Regions from separate parts of the Mus musculus genome. Here all the other regions are linked to region 1. A link is a contact called in public HiCAR-type and promoter capture Hi-C data. All regions are on one chromosome and are shown on one strand. The core of a region is the stretch at or near the end of the contact, and the rest is flanking DNA. Distances in the headings are between cores, read along the strand shown. Region 1 holds the start of Itga1 (integrin alpha 1). Region 2 holds the start of Mtrex (Mtr4 exosome RNA helicase). Region 3 holds the start of Cdc20b (cell division cycle 20B).

Evidence for each region. Promoter capture Hi-C pulls out the DNA fragments that hold promoters and counts their contacts. HiCAR-type assays count read pairs that join an accessible place to other places.
Region 2: a contact with region 1 is called in a promoter capture Hi-C map of pre-B cells, with 4 times the contacts expected there. The contact joins the promoter of Mtrex here to the promoter of Itga1 in region 1. A contact is called at or near these places in 3 of 39 promoter capture datasets (hippocampal neurons, liver and pre-B cells).
Region 3: a contact with region 1 is called in a HiCAR-type map of astrocytes, with 4 times the contacts expected there. The contact joins the promoter of Cdc20b here to the promoter of Itga1 in region 1. A contact is called at or near these places in 1 of 39 promoter capture datasets (pre-B cells) and 1 of 115 datasets of contacts at active chromatin or transcription factors (astrocytes).

Annotation. Positions count from the first base shown.
Region 1 is chr13:115,100,136-115,104,045 of GRCm38.p6, forward strand. Itga1 (integrin alpha 1) reads right to left here and starts at 1,829. Exons shown (of 29, transcript NM_001033228.3): 1 at 1,336-1,829. The coding sequence starts at 1,396.
Region 2 is chr13:112,925,772-112,929,681 of GRCm38.p6, forward strand. It overlaps Mtrex (Mtr4 exosome RNA helicase), which reads right to left and starts at 1,609. Exons shown (of 27, transcript NM_028151.2): 1 at 1,459-1,609. The coding sequence starts at 1,586. It overlaps Dhx29 (DEAH (Asp-Glu-Ala-His) box polypeptide 29), which reads left to right and starts at 1,909. Exons shown (of 27, transcript NM_172594.3): 1 at 1,909-2,202; 2 at 3,856-3,910. The coding sequence starts at 2,022.
Region 3 is chr13:113,033,238-113,037,147 of GRCm38.p6, forward strand. Cdc20b (cell division cycle 20B) reads left to right here and starts at 2,142. Exons shown (of 12, transcript NM_001281487.1): 1 at 2,142-2,204; 2 at 2,477-2,539. The coding sequence starts at 2,142. Mir449c (microRNA 449c) reads left to right here and starts at 2,746; the gene lies at 2,746-2,854.

The DNA.
Region 1 (3,910 bases), core at 579-3,078:
AACTGGAGCGTACTTTAGAAAAACCTGCCGATCGGCCTCTTTTAACTCTCATCTTGGATTCAGCAAAGCATGTCATACCAATGTATATGTGAAACTGTAGCTTTCTCATCCCCACCCCTCCTTTTAGAGAATATGGAAGTTTCGTTTGCACACTGACTGAATGGTTGGTAAAATGGGGAGGAAAAAAAAAAAAGATACAGCTTGAGTAATTAGTAAACAATTCCGATTTTGCAAAACATCAAGATACAATCTCTGAAAGTTAGGGTTGGAAGGGACTCACAAGCCAAGCTTGCATCAAGGGTCAATGCAGGAGCCGGTAGGTTAAAACCACTCCTTGGCCTAGAATGCTGTTTAGAAGTCACCACTGTTTGGATTCCTGGGCATTTCCTGAAGAGTGGGAAATGTTGGGATGAAAGCCCGTAGCTCGTTAACTGCCCACACCACTTTACTATGACAGAGGATGGGCTTATTAAAACTCCATTTGGAAGTGAATGTAAGGGTTCTCAGTGCTTAGCCGTCCACTGCAGGGTTAACTGGCCCTATGTAATAGTCCAATGTGAAATTAACTAGTTAGGCACGCCAACAGTGAAAACAATCAGGCAATTGAATATCATGTCCTGTTAAAGAAAGCTACTAATTGAAGAACTAAAGAAGTGATAAACTGTGCTTAAATCCTTTCACTTGGACACCAGCTCAGTTTCCCTCCCCAACTGGTAACTACAATAAAGGCTGTGAGCTTAGCTACTGTTAGGGAAATCGGAAATGTCCCCACATTTCTCTCAGTTGAATAGAACACTGCAGTATCTTTTAAGAAGGTACTGCACCTTCTTAAGAAACGCATTTGTATTTGAAAGACAGCACTGCGACATTTGGGTGCTAAACATTCAATTTCAAAATGTTCCGCCTCTTAGGAGCTAACGTAGAAACGTCATATTGGGACAAGAAGTAGATTTGTCTGGCATGCCTGTCTTTCCTTGTTCTTTGGCAGAGAAGGTCCTAAGTATTAAAAAGGAAGAAAATGCTATCAAGTTCACTTCTGAGCAACCCTAGGGCAGGAACTTTGCACACTAATCAGACGCCTCCGGTTACTCTCTCCCTTGCAATAATTCAAATGCCTAAAACACAACGCACAACTTAAAAACAACTTTAATTAGAAATGCCAGATGTACTTGGAAAGTTCTCAGCACCTCCTCCCTCACGCGGGCGCTACCTTCAGTCCTTTGAACTGACAGCTGTACCTGAGGTCCCCTCTGGTTTGCCCTTCTGCTATGTGTGTCACCCCTCACCAAAGCCCCAAGCCCCACCAGAGATGCTCAGGAAAGCAGGGTCGCTCACCGGTGAGAAGCCAGATGCAGGCTACAGTGACCTCTAGGCTAGCAGGACGCCTGGGGACCATTGCTGGAGTGGCTGCTGGAACCAGCGACGTACTGGTTCGTGGGCAGGAGCTGGCAGGAACAGGCAGAAGCCAGGCGCCGGCGACTTGCGCTCTGGGTCACTCGGTGCGGTCTCCGCGGGTGTCCGGCAGCGGCCCCAGCGGCTGCAGCGCCCTGGAGCGGTGGAAGAGTAATTTCCTGTGTTTTGGTCGAATGCTGCTAAGCCCGCTCCACGCTTCTCAGATCCCAGATGGATTGCCACATCTCCCGCCCCTTTGCGCTCAAGTCTCTGAAATCTCACTGGCAGCCACCCAGGCTCTGTCCGAGACATGGACAAATAAAGCCAACTTCGCGGGACCGTGTTTAGGCTAAAGTCCACAGGCAGCAGCAAAGCAAACCTTAAAGGGACATCTGCCTTTCACTGAGAGGGCGATCTTGCTTCACGAACCAAATCCCAAAGGTGGTTGGAAGGCGGGGCTGGACATTCAGGAGGGTGTCGCCAGTCTAGTAGCCCCGCCTTCGCACCCCAGGACTTCTCCCGGATCTGGGTAGAAAGGGTACTTTCAAAGTGCCCGGGCTTTTACTCCTTGCTGGGAGGCTGCTTTCCTGTGTCCAGCTGCGCAGAATGGATCAGACTCGCAAGGAAGTTAGCCCTTTTATGCTAGCGGACTCAGGAACTTGGCCTTGGAGCCTTCTCGCCTCCAGGCATCCTGGCCACCGGCAAGCTTCTCGGAGGGCTTTCCTTTAAGTTACAGAGAGCTTGCCTCTTTTAGAAGACTCCTGATTAAAGGCAGTTGTAGATAAAGGGTTTTGATGGGGAAATCACAGTAAGACAGCCAGGAAAAAGGGAGAAACTAGACTGGGGGTGGGGAAGGAAGAGTTAGGGAAAGGGGGTGGGGAGGAAGGCAGTCTCCCTTGAAATGGAATGTGGACTATTTTGTCTAAGCTAAATTAGGATGTTTGAACGTTGAGAACTTGCTCTAATAGAAGCCAAGGTATTGTTTTAGGTTTTGTTTAGTTTTCTCCTTCTCCTTCTCCTTCTCCTTCTCCTTCTCCTTCTCCTTCTCCTTCTCCTTCTCCTTCTCCTTCTCCTTCTCCTTCTCCTTCTCCTTCTCCTTCTCCTTCTCCTTCTCCTTCTCCTTCTCCTTCTCCTTCTCCTTCTCCTTCTCCTTCTCCTCCTCCTCCTCCTCCTCCTCCTCCTCCTCCTCCTCCTCCTCCTCCTCCCCCTTCTCCTCCTTCTCCTCCTGGCTTCCTGTGCCTGGTCACTCATGATCCCTTCTAGCTTCAACAAATATGTGTCATTTTCAAGTGGCTTAGCACTTTTGAGAATTTCAAAGAAGAGGAAGGAATGGATGAGTGGGGTTTGTGGTTAGAGCCCCTTGCAGAAATCAGTCCAAGTTAGCAAATACTGGGACATCCCTGTCCAGAGCAGGACAAAGTAGGAGAAGGGTGCCACCCAAAGGAGGACCCACTGTCTAGACTACAAGGCAGGGAGCATAGATAGGGACTGGGAGTGGGGAGGGCTGAAGAAGCACACAGGTATCACTAAGTAAACTGCCAAATAGAGAAATACAGAAGCGACAAGGGGAAAGGACAAATGTTAAAGAAGTCTGGTGGCACACGCCTTTAATCCCTGCACTTGGGAGGCAGAGGCAGGCGGATTTCTGAGTTCGAGGCCAGCCTGGTCTACAAAGTGAGTTCAAGGACAGCCAGAGCTATAGAGCTATATAGAGAAACCCTGTCTCAAAAAAACAAGAAGAAGAAGGAGGAGGAGGAGGAGGAGGAAGGAGGAGGAGGAGGAGGAGGAGGAGGAGGAGGAGGAGGAGGAGGAGGAGGAGAAGGAGAAGGAGAAGGAGAAGGAGAAGGAGAAGAAGAAGAAGAAGAAGAAGAAGAAGAAGAAGAAGAAGAAGAAGAAGAAGAAGAAGAAGAAGAAGAAGAAGAAGAAGAAGAAGACGTCTGAATGTCAAGAATAGGGTGAGCTATTCGGGCGTGGTGGCATATGCCTGTTATCCCACCACTGGACAACCTGAGGAAGGAAGGCTTCAGATTCAAGAGGCGCTTGGGCCCCAGAGTGAGACCATGTCTCAAAATAGACAACACACACACACATGAGAGAGAGAGAGAGAGAGAGAGAGAGAGAGAGAGAGAGAGAGAGAGAACAAACAAAACGGTGAGGAGGACTCTGAGGTCACAGGGTACCTAACCGAATTACCACAACCATTAGTCCATTAGCAAAGAATTCCCTTTCTGTGGTGGTTTGAATATCCTTGGCCCACGGGAAGTGGCACTTTTAGGAGGTGTGGCCTTGCTGGAATAGGTGTGACCTTTTTGTAGGAAGTGTGTCACTGTATGTCACTGGTGGTGACCTTTGAGGTTTCTAAAGCCCCTTTCCCACTTAGCTCCCTCTGCCTTGTGATTGGGGCAGTTGAAAGCTCTCAGCTACTGCTCCAACATCACTCCTGCCTGCCTGCTGCATGAACCCTGCCTTTATGGGCAAGAACTCTAACCCACTGAAACTGTAAGCCTCAGTAAACCCA
Region 2 (3,910 bases), core at 359-2,858, 2.2 Mb before region 1:
AAGTGAGTTCCAGGACAGCCAGGGCTATAGAGAAACCCTGTCTCAAAAAAACAAAAAACAAAAAACAATAATAATAATAATAATAATAACAAAATAAAAATAAATAAAAACACTGACCACAAGCAACTTAGACAGGAAAGGACTTAATTCAGCTGATGTGTTTACAATCCATCACTCAGAAAAGCGAAAATGGGAACTCGGAGGCAGAGACCACAGAAATGCTGCTCACGGGTTTCTATAGCTCCATCACCCAGTGCAGGCTCACCTGCCCAGGAAGGTACACACCATAGCGCACTGGGCTGCCCTCCCACATAAATCAGCAATTAAGAAAATGCTCCAAAGACTTGTCCAAGGGTCAGTGTGGTGAAGGAAATTCCTCAACTTGAGAACTGAAGGTAACTGACAATAAGGGAAATTCTGTGTCTTCTTTGTGTGGCGCCTACACTTGAGCATACAGTGGAGGCCAGAGGACTTCCAGCATCCTACATTACTCCCTTGAGACAGCGTTTCTCACTTATACAACCAAGAGGCTAAGTTAGCAACCAGCCAGGCCCAACAATTTTTGTCTCTGTGCCCCACTGTGCTGGGGTTACAGTGCTCACACTTTTTATGTGGGTACTAGAGATTTGAAACTAGGTCCTCATTCTCAAACAGAAAGCTGTCTTTTACACTGGCCATGTCCTCAGCCCTAGAGCAATGATTTTTTAAATTAATTAATTTATGACTGGATTCCAGGTAAGAAGCAGAAAGACATAGCTTTTTTTTTTTTTTAAACCAGTACTTTGCAACTACTCATGTAATAACGGACCGAATCAATCATCAAGTGTAAAACGCTAACGGAAGAGAAAACTAGTTTGACCGAGTGTCATAGGGGCACTCTGGGAATTCCAACCCTAAGGACCTGAAATAAGAGGATCTCGAGTTCGAGGGCTGCCCAACTTACATAGCGATATCCTGAATCTGACTTTATTATTATTATTATTATTATTATTATTATTATTATTATTATTAATTTATTTTGGGAAAACTACAACTTGGAGATTAAATCTCTTCCTTCGGTAGCGATTTGCCTTCGCGGTTTAAGAACCCCCTACATGTCTTCCCCCTTGGCTCATCTAGTGCCTCGCTGCTTAAAGACTATGTGAGAGGTTTTGTGGGTGACAAGCCCCGCCTCGCAAGCAAAGCCGTACCTGGCCTGCTAAGCTGGGGTTACAGCCAAAGCATGGCCTAAGGAAGCCACGCTGCGGCCGGACAGGCACGAACACCGAGACCGCCCTCCCTCCCGCAAAATCAACCTTTCCTCTCTCCCCAACGGTTTTTTTTTTTTTTCCCCTCAATCTCCTTAGCCTCTTGACTCCATTCAAACACTTTCTGTGCTCCTCGTCTGAGTCGTGTTTCCTTTACCGGCATCAAAAACAAGAAGAACGAGAAGAAAAAGAGCTCAGAGGTTTTCCTTACCCGGCCTTGTCTGCAGACCCTGGTGGCCCCTTCCATTTCTCTTTCTCTTTGTCTTTCTTGGCTCCTGCTGCAGAGGTCGAATCATCCTCGAAAACGCTGAAAAGCTCATCCCCGAAAGCATCCGCCATCTTTCGGAACTCTGAGACCGAATCTCCCTCCTACCCAAGAGGCCCCGCGACCGTACCCTACAGTGACGCCGAATGGGGGGACTCGACGGTGGCCCGGAGGAGTCAAAAGTGAGCGAGCCTTGAGCCCCGCGTGACTTTTCTCCTTTCTAGTCTGGGTCCTGCCCCTTTTCTCTTCCAACCACTGCGAGTCCGGCAGTTCAATGACTAAAAACTTAGCGACCAGTGGCGCACGACAGCAGCCATGCCGCTCGCTCCCGGGAGCCGAGAGGCGGAGTCTGAGGACACGGGCCAATTGAGCCGGAGCCCCAGCCGCGGAGCCCGGATGGAGGAGGCTGGGTGGAGGCGTGGGAGCCGGCAAACGTGAAGAGCTCTCGGGCTTCTGCTGTGCCGCAGCGGGGATCTGGATCTGGAAGACTACTCTCCTGCAGCTGAAACATGGGCGGCAAAAATAAGAAACACAAGGCGCCGGGAGCTGCGGCGATGCGGGCCGCCGTGTCTGCTTCCAGAGCCAGAAGTGCAGAGGCCGGAGCTGTTGGGGAAGCCCAGAGCAAGAAGCCGGTGGCCAGGCCGGCGCCCGCCGTCCCCACCGGCGCCCGGGAGCCCCGAGTGAAGCAAGGTAAGCCCTGACCCAGTGCCCAGCCTTCTGCCCTCAGACCCTGCTTCTTGTCCAGCAAAGACTCACAACGTGAGCTGATGAGATCCAAACTTAGACATCTTCCACACCTGAGCAGTGGGTGGGGTGGCCTTGTAGATCGGTCTAAGGGCCTTTGGCCATTAAAGTTACAAAAGTAACTCTGTTACAGCGTGGCTTCGCCTTTCTAACTCACTCTTTTTTTTTTTTCTTTCTCCTTCTAAGAACGGAGTCATGGCATCTGCTGTTGTTCAGCAGGAATCCACTCTGAGCTGTCAGAACAGCCGCTCCGCTAGTTAAGAGAGTTGTTAAGGGAAGTGCTTCTGGCTTGATGCAGCTCCATGTTCTGTCAGATCTTAATGTCTTCTTCAGCATCTATCTACATAAATATCCTTGTATGTTCCAGAAAAGTCAGTGTTTCCTAAGAATAACCACACTTTACACATTGGACACTGGATTGACTTACAGTAAAATTCTATGCTTGTCAAATCCTTGCATTTTTTTGCTTACCCTGCAGATTGATTTGATAACTTGAAGGTGATTAGTTACGGCCACTCTTTCAGCTAGTTTCAAAAACATCAAAATTATATGTTGTTTTGTTCTGTTTGATCTGTTTGCTTGCAGTAATTTTTTTCTATAACAAAAAACTTGCAAGCATATGTGCTTATTGATACATAAATACCAAGCATCTGACTGGTGATAATAAGACCGAAAAAAATGGAAACCTTCGCTCCAGAGCAGCTTAGGAATCTAATTTACTAATCACACAGACAGTCGTGCTTTATAGTTGTTAAGCTTCAGAGAGAGAGAGAGCATGCCCATGAGTGTTTAGCAGGGTGTTTTGTTTCGGTTTTTTTCCCCCCAATGGTGAGGAGTCATGAAAAGTGATAGTTGAGCTGAAATTAGAAGCTGTCTAGAAGTTAATCCTGTAAAGCATGGTAGGAATAACATTCCCAAGATCTTGAGTTAAGAAAGAGCTTGGAGGGGGCTGGAGAGATGGCTCAGTGGTTAAGAGCGCTGACTGCTCTTCCAGAGGTCCTGAGTTCAATTCCCAGCAACCACATGGTGGCTCACAACCATCTGTAATGAGACCTGATGCCATCTTCTGTGGTGTATCTGAAGACAGCTACAGTGACAGCTACAGCGTACTCATATTAAAAAAAAAAAAAAAAAAAAGCTTGGAGCATTGTGTGTGTGTGTGTGTGTGTGTGTGTGTGTGTGTATGTGTGGTGGGGGATTTATGAGAAAATAAGCTAGTGGCATGGCGCACTTACTCCTAGAAAGTAATCCTCTATAAATGCAAATTATTAGACTTGTAGTTTCAGATATGACACATTTCTCCCTGAGAATTCTACAGCTGTCTCGCTGCAGACTAAGATCTTTTTCTTTTACTACTGACTTCTCACTGAAGTCTTTCAAGTTCCTGACAGTCATTTGTTGTAGTGTTTGTCTTCACTTTCCCTTTCCTTTCCCTTTCCTAAGATGTTAACTTTGAGATCTTAAATTCTTTGGTAAAGTTAAGGGGAAAGAATTAAATTAAAGTCAGAGATTTACTATTTAGCAACCTTTTAAGAAAAATTAAGATGGTACAATGAATACTAATCATTAAATTTCCCATTTGTTGTCTATTATATACAGGTCCAAAAATTTATAGTTTTAATTCTGCAAATGATTCCGGTGGCTCTGCAAATCT
Region 3 (3,910 bases), core at 892-3,391, 2.1 Mb before region 1:
GCAGGAATACTTCAGAATTGAAGTTATGCCCCAGCAGATACGCCGCACCAGTAGATCTTCTGAAAGTGATTTTAGATTATGCGACCTAAGTGGTGGTTGCCAGATTTTTTTTTTTGAGCGAAATTGTGGGGTTTTCTTTTTTTGGATTTAGTTACTGAGGGCACATAGCCCTCCTTATATGCACAATATGCCAAGCGCTCTGGATCCCCGAGTGTAATAGTTATTACTGAGGCACGTACTAAACGATGAACTAAACCCATTTCTCTGTTGTAAACTTTAATCAGAATATTCAATTGTACACTATTACTGTTTTGCAGTGGTACTGGGGGTTGAACCTAGGGTCTCCTGGATGCAGGGTTAACAGAAATTCTATTAGTAGGCTATAATTCTCAGCCCTGAAATGCACACACAATAACATTTTAAAGGAAGATCCTTGGCTAATATTTCCCTGCTTCACATAAGAAGGAAAAGTGCATTTGGGAGTTGTGTATCTGTGAATGAGTGTCTAAAATGTACTTTAAAAATGTGTGACTGATGGCTGTGAGCAGATAATCCAGGGAGTCCTAGACCCTAGATTCTAAAAGTTGTCTTTAAAATTACTTCCTTGTTCTGACAAAATGGGTAAATGCACACACACACACACACACACACAAACAGATAAAAATAATCTCATGTTTTTAATACATTGCTTGTTTTGGTTGACATTCTCCAACTGGCCATTAAACAATATACCTGACTCATGCAAAGATGGTTCACTTTGAGTCTTAATGCTTGCAGAAGGGATTTCCTGGGGCTTGGAATGAGTAAGCATTTGATCACACTGCAAGAAAAGTAGCATTCTTGTGGGGTAAGAAAGATATTCTAATACAAGCATTCTGACAAATCTCATGTGGGGTTACCAGCACACATTTTCAACCGTTGTCATTGGAACACTGGGAGCTGGGTTGCTACGAAGCCGGTATTTCTTGAATTTTCAGACGTACTAGAGTGGGCTTAAGTTATTGAGCAGTTTGAATCTCCTAGCCCCAGCATGCACAAAACAACTTATTAGAGTTAAAATGCAATCTGCTGTCACTTTGGGATGGGGACCTGGGAGCAGAGAACCTGGCTGCTGGACCTCCTAGGTTGCTCAGACAGTTTAGTCTCCTGCCATATGGCCCAGCTTGCCTTGGCAGCTCAGATGGGCAGGCAAGGCTGAGCAGCCCATCTGGCTCCCTGTCTGTCAGTCGTCTCCAGGTCCCTCCAGACCCTCGAGCAATTTCATGATCGATCCAGTCCTAGGCCTGGTCAGCTGTCTCACTGGCTTTCCTTGGCTCTTTCCCTCTCTCACAAACTTCCTGCTTATGAAGTAGCTCCCAAGATCCAGCAAGAGAACTTGGCCAGTTCCCCAATTCCCCAAGTGGACAGTGCGGATAATTTATTAATTGGAAATGTCAACGCATTTCTCGGCAGCCTAGACACCCCCCCCCCCTTTTTTGAGTTTGAGTTTGAAGACAGAGGAGTTAACATGCTCATTGAGAGACATGTTTACGTTCAGGAATTTTCACAAGCGATTATCACTAAGCAGTAAACAGAAGGGTGAGAATTACTGCACGCGTCCAAATTTGATAATCAGGGTGGGGTTGAAGAAAAGGAGAGGGGAACGGAAAAAAAGGATTAGAGTCAGTTAGGACGAAACGTTTTTGCTTTTGAAAACAACAGTGAACTCCAAAAACCCCGCTTCTCTACCCGCCGACTCCGCACCTCCTGCGGGCTCGGGCAGGAGGCTCAGGCCCGCCACTGCTCGCGGCAAAGCTTGGCGCTGCGGCGCGCGCCGCTCGGGAGGCCCAGTGCGGGGGCGCGGGTAGGAGGGCGGGACCCGAGCGAGCACCCCGACACCCCAGACTTGACGTCATCGAGGCGCTGGCCTGTGGCGGGACCGACGGAAGGAGGTTCCCGCTTTGATTGCCGCCCCGCGGGCTTTTTAAAGGTTACCCTGGGGAATACGCTCCAGGAGCTGTGGGAGGAGCGAGGGTCTCGGGGGTAGGAGGGCAGGTTTGATGGGTTTAGGGGGACGAGGCTAGCGGTTTGGGAAGTCGTGGTCCTGCTTAGCCCCTGAGGGGGAGAGGCAAGGCGTCCAGGAACAGCGCACTCACTCGGAGATGGAGTGGAAACTGCAACGCACCGCCCGGAGGAAGATCCGGACGGAAGAAGAGATGTTGTGGGTGCGTACCATCCTTTTCTTTCTTGACCCAACCCTCCCATGGGGCTTCTTGCAGAAGGTACGGTTTGTAATACCCAGTAAGGACCAAAAGATGCCATGAAATTCTACAGCCTAGTTTAAATTTTGAACGGTGTGAAATTTAAGTTCTGGAGATACCTGGTTGCTTTAGAAAGAATGAGTGAATCAGCAAACCCAGGATTCAAAACAATTCCCCACTCTCCGTGACGATTTTCCTAGAGTTTTCTCCCTTCTTATGTTAATCTATTTCCAAAGGAGAACATCATGCGGGTGCTCGCCAACGGCATGAAGCAGCAGCGAAATCAAGGTTCCCCCAAGGTGAGTTTTCTGGGCTTGCCCTTCTGTCTTCATTCTGATCTCGAGCAAATTAATTCTTGCTATAGAAGGCATTTGCAGGAATTATGGGAGAATTAATACAAATTAAAAACCTTTACAGAATCTGAAGACTTAAGAAATGGATTCTCACAACTGATGTAGCTACTTATACCTGCTTAGCGGGCGCTTCCCAGTGTCCGGCTCCACAGAGGATGAAGTGTGGGTGTGTCAGGCAGGCAGTGCATTGCTAGCTGGCTGTTAGAACTTTATCCCAACAGTTGCTAGCTGCACTACCCTCTGCTGCACTCAGAAGCATGCAAAGACGTGGAAATAGTGCCATCTGGTGGATAAGGAGGTGTCTTCAAGACAGCTACTAAAAGCTGGATCCAATATAGTATTTCTGCCCCTTAAAGCTCTAACCCAAAGCTTGCAGTTCTTTTTAAAAGAGTGTTCTTTTGAAACTCATTTTTATTACCTTGTGTTTATTTACCTGCACTTATATCTGTGCATCACGTGTGTGCGTGGTGTCCGCGGAGCTCAGAAGAGGGCTTCTGATCGCCTGGAACTGGAGTTTCAGGCTTTTGGGGGCCGCCCTGTTGGTGTTGAGAATCTAATCTGTGTTCTCTGGAGGAGCAGCCAGTGCTCTTTTCAGCCGCTGAGCCATCTCTCCAGCTCCTGTACTTTCTTTAATGGATGAAAAAGTTAAATCCTCATCTGACTCACATCTCTAGCACCACTTACTTCTCTTTACACCAAATAGCCCACATGCTTTTAAATTTAGATTATTAGCTAAAATCTCACCATTTGAATATTTTTCTAGATAACATACATTTTTCTATATTCAATCAGTGACGCTTGAAATCAAATATATAGCTGGCCTTTTAAAATGCAGTGACTAATGTCACCTATAGAGAAATAACATTTAAAAGCCTTTACATTGTGTCTTTAGTTATGTTTCCTGCCCAAATTATTTTATCTTCTAGATACTTTACTGCCTAATTCAATTGAACTTTTGTTAATTCATTTTTACTTTGCTAACATCTTTAACTTAACATTAAATTTGGAAAACCCAAGTATAAGAATACAGAGTTCTTAGTCAAGCACTTAATGCCAGCACTTGGGAGGCAGAGGCAGGTGGATCTCCCGGCTCCAGGCCAGCCTGGTCTACACAGCAGTTCCACATCAGCCAGGGCTACAAAAAAAAAAAAAAAAAAAAAAAAAAACACAAAAACAACCTGTCTAGAAAAAAATTAGCCAATCAACCCCCCACCCCCAAGGGGGAAAAACAAACAAAACATCAAAAACCACATTTAAAGTTCTTAAAAGTTTTTTTTTTTAAAACATGGGTATAGCTTGGTAATATAAATTTTGTTT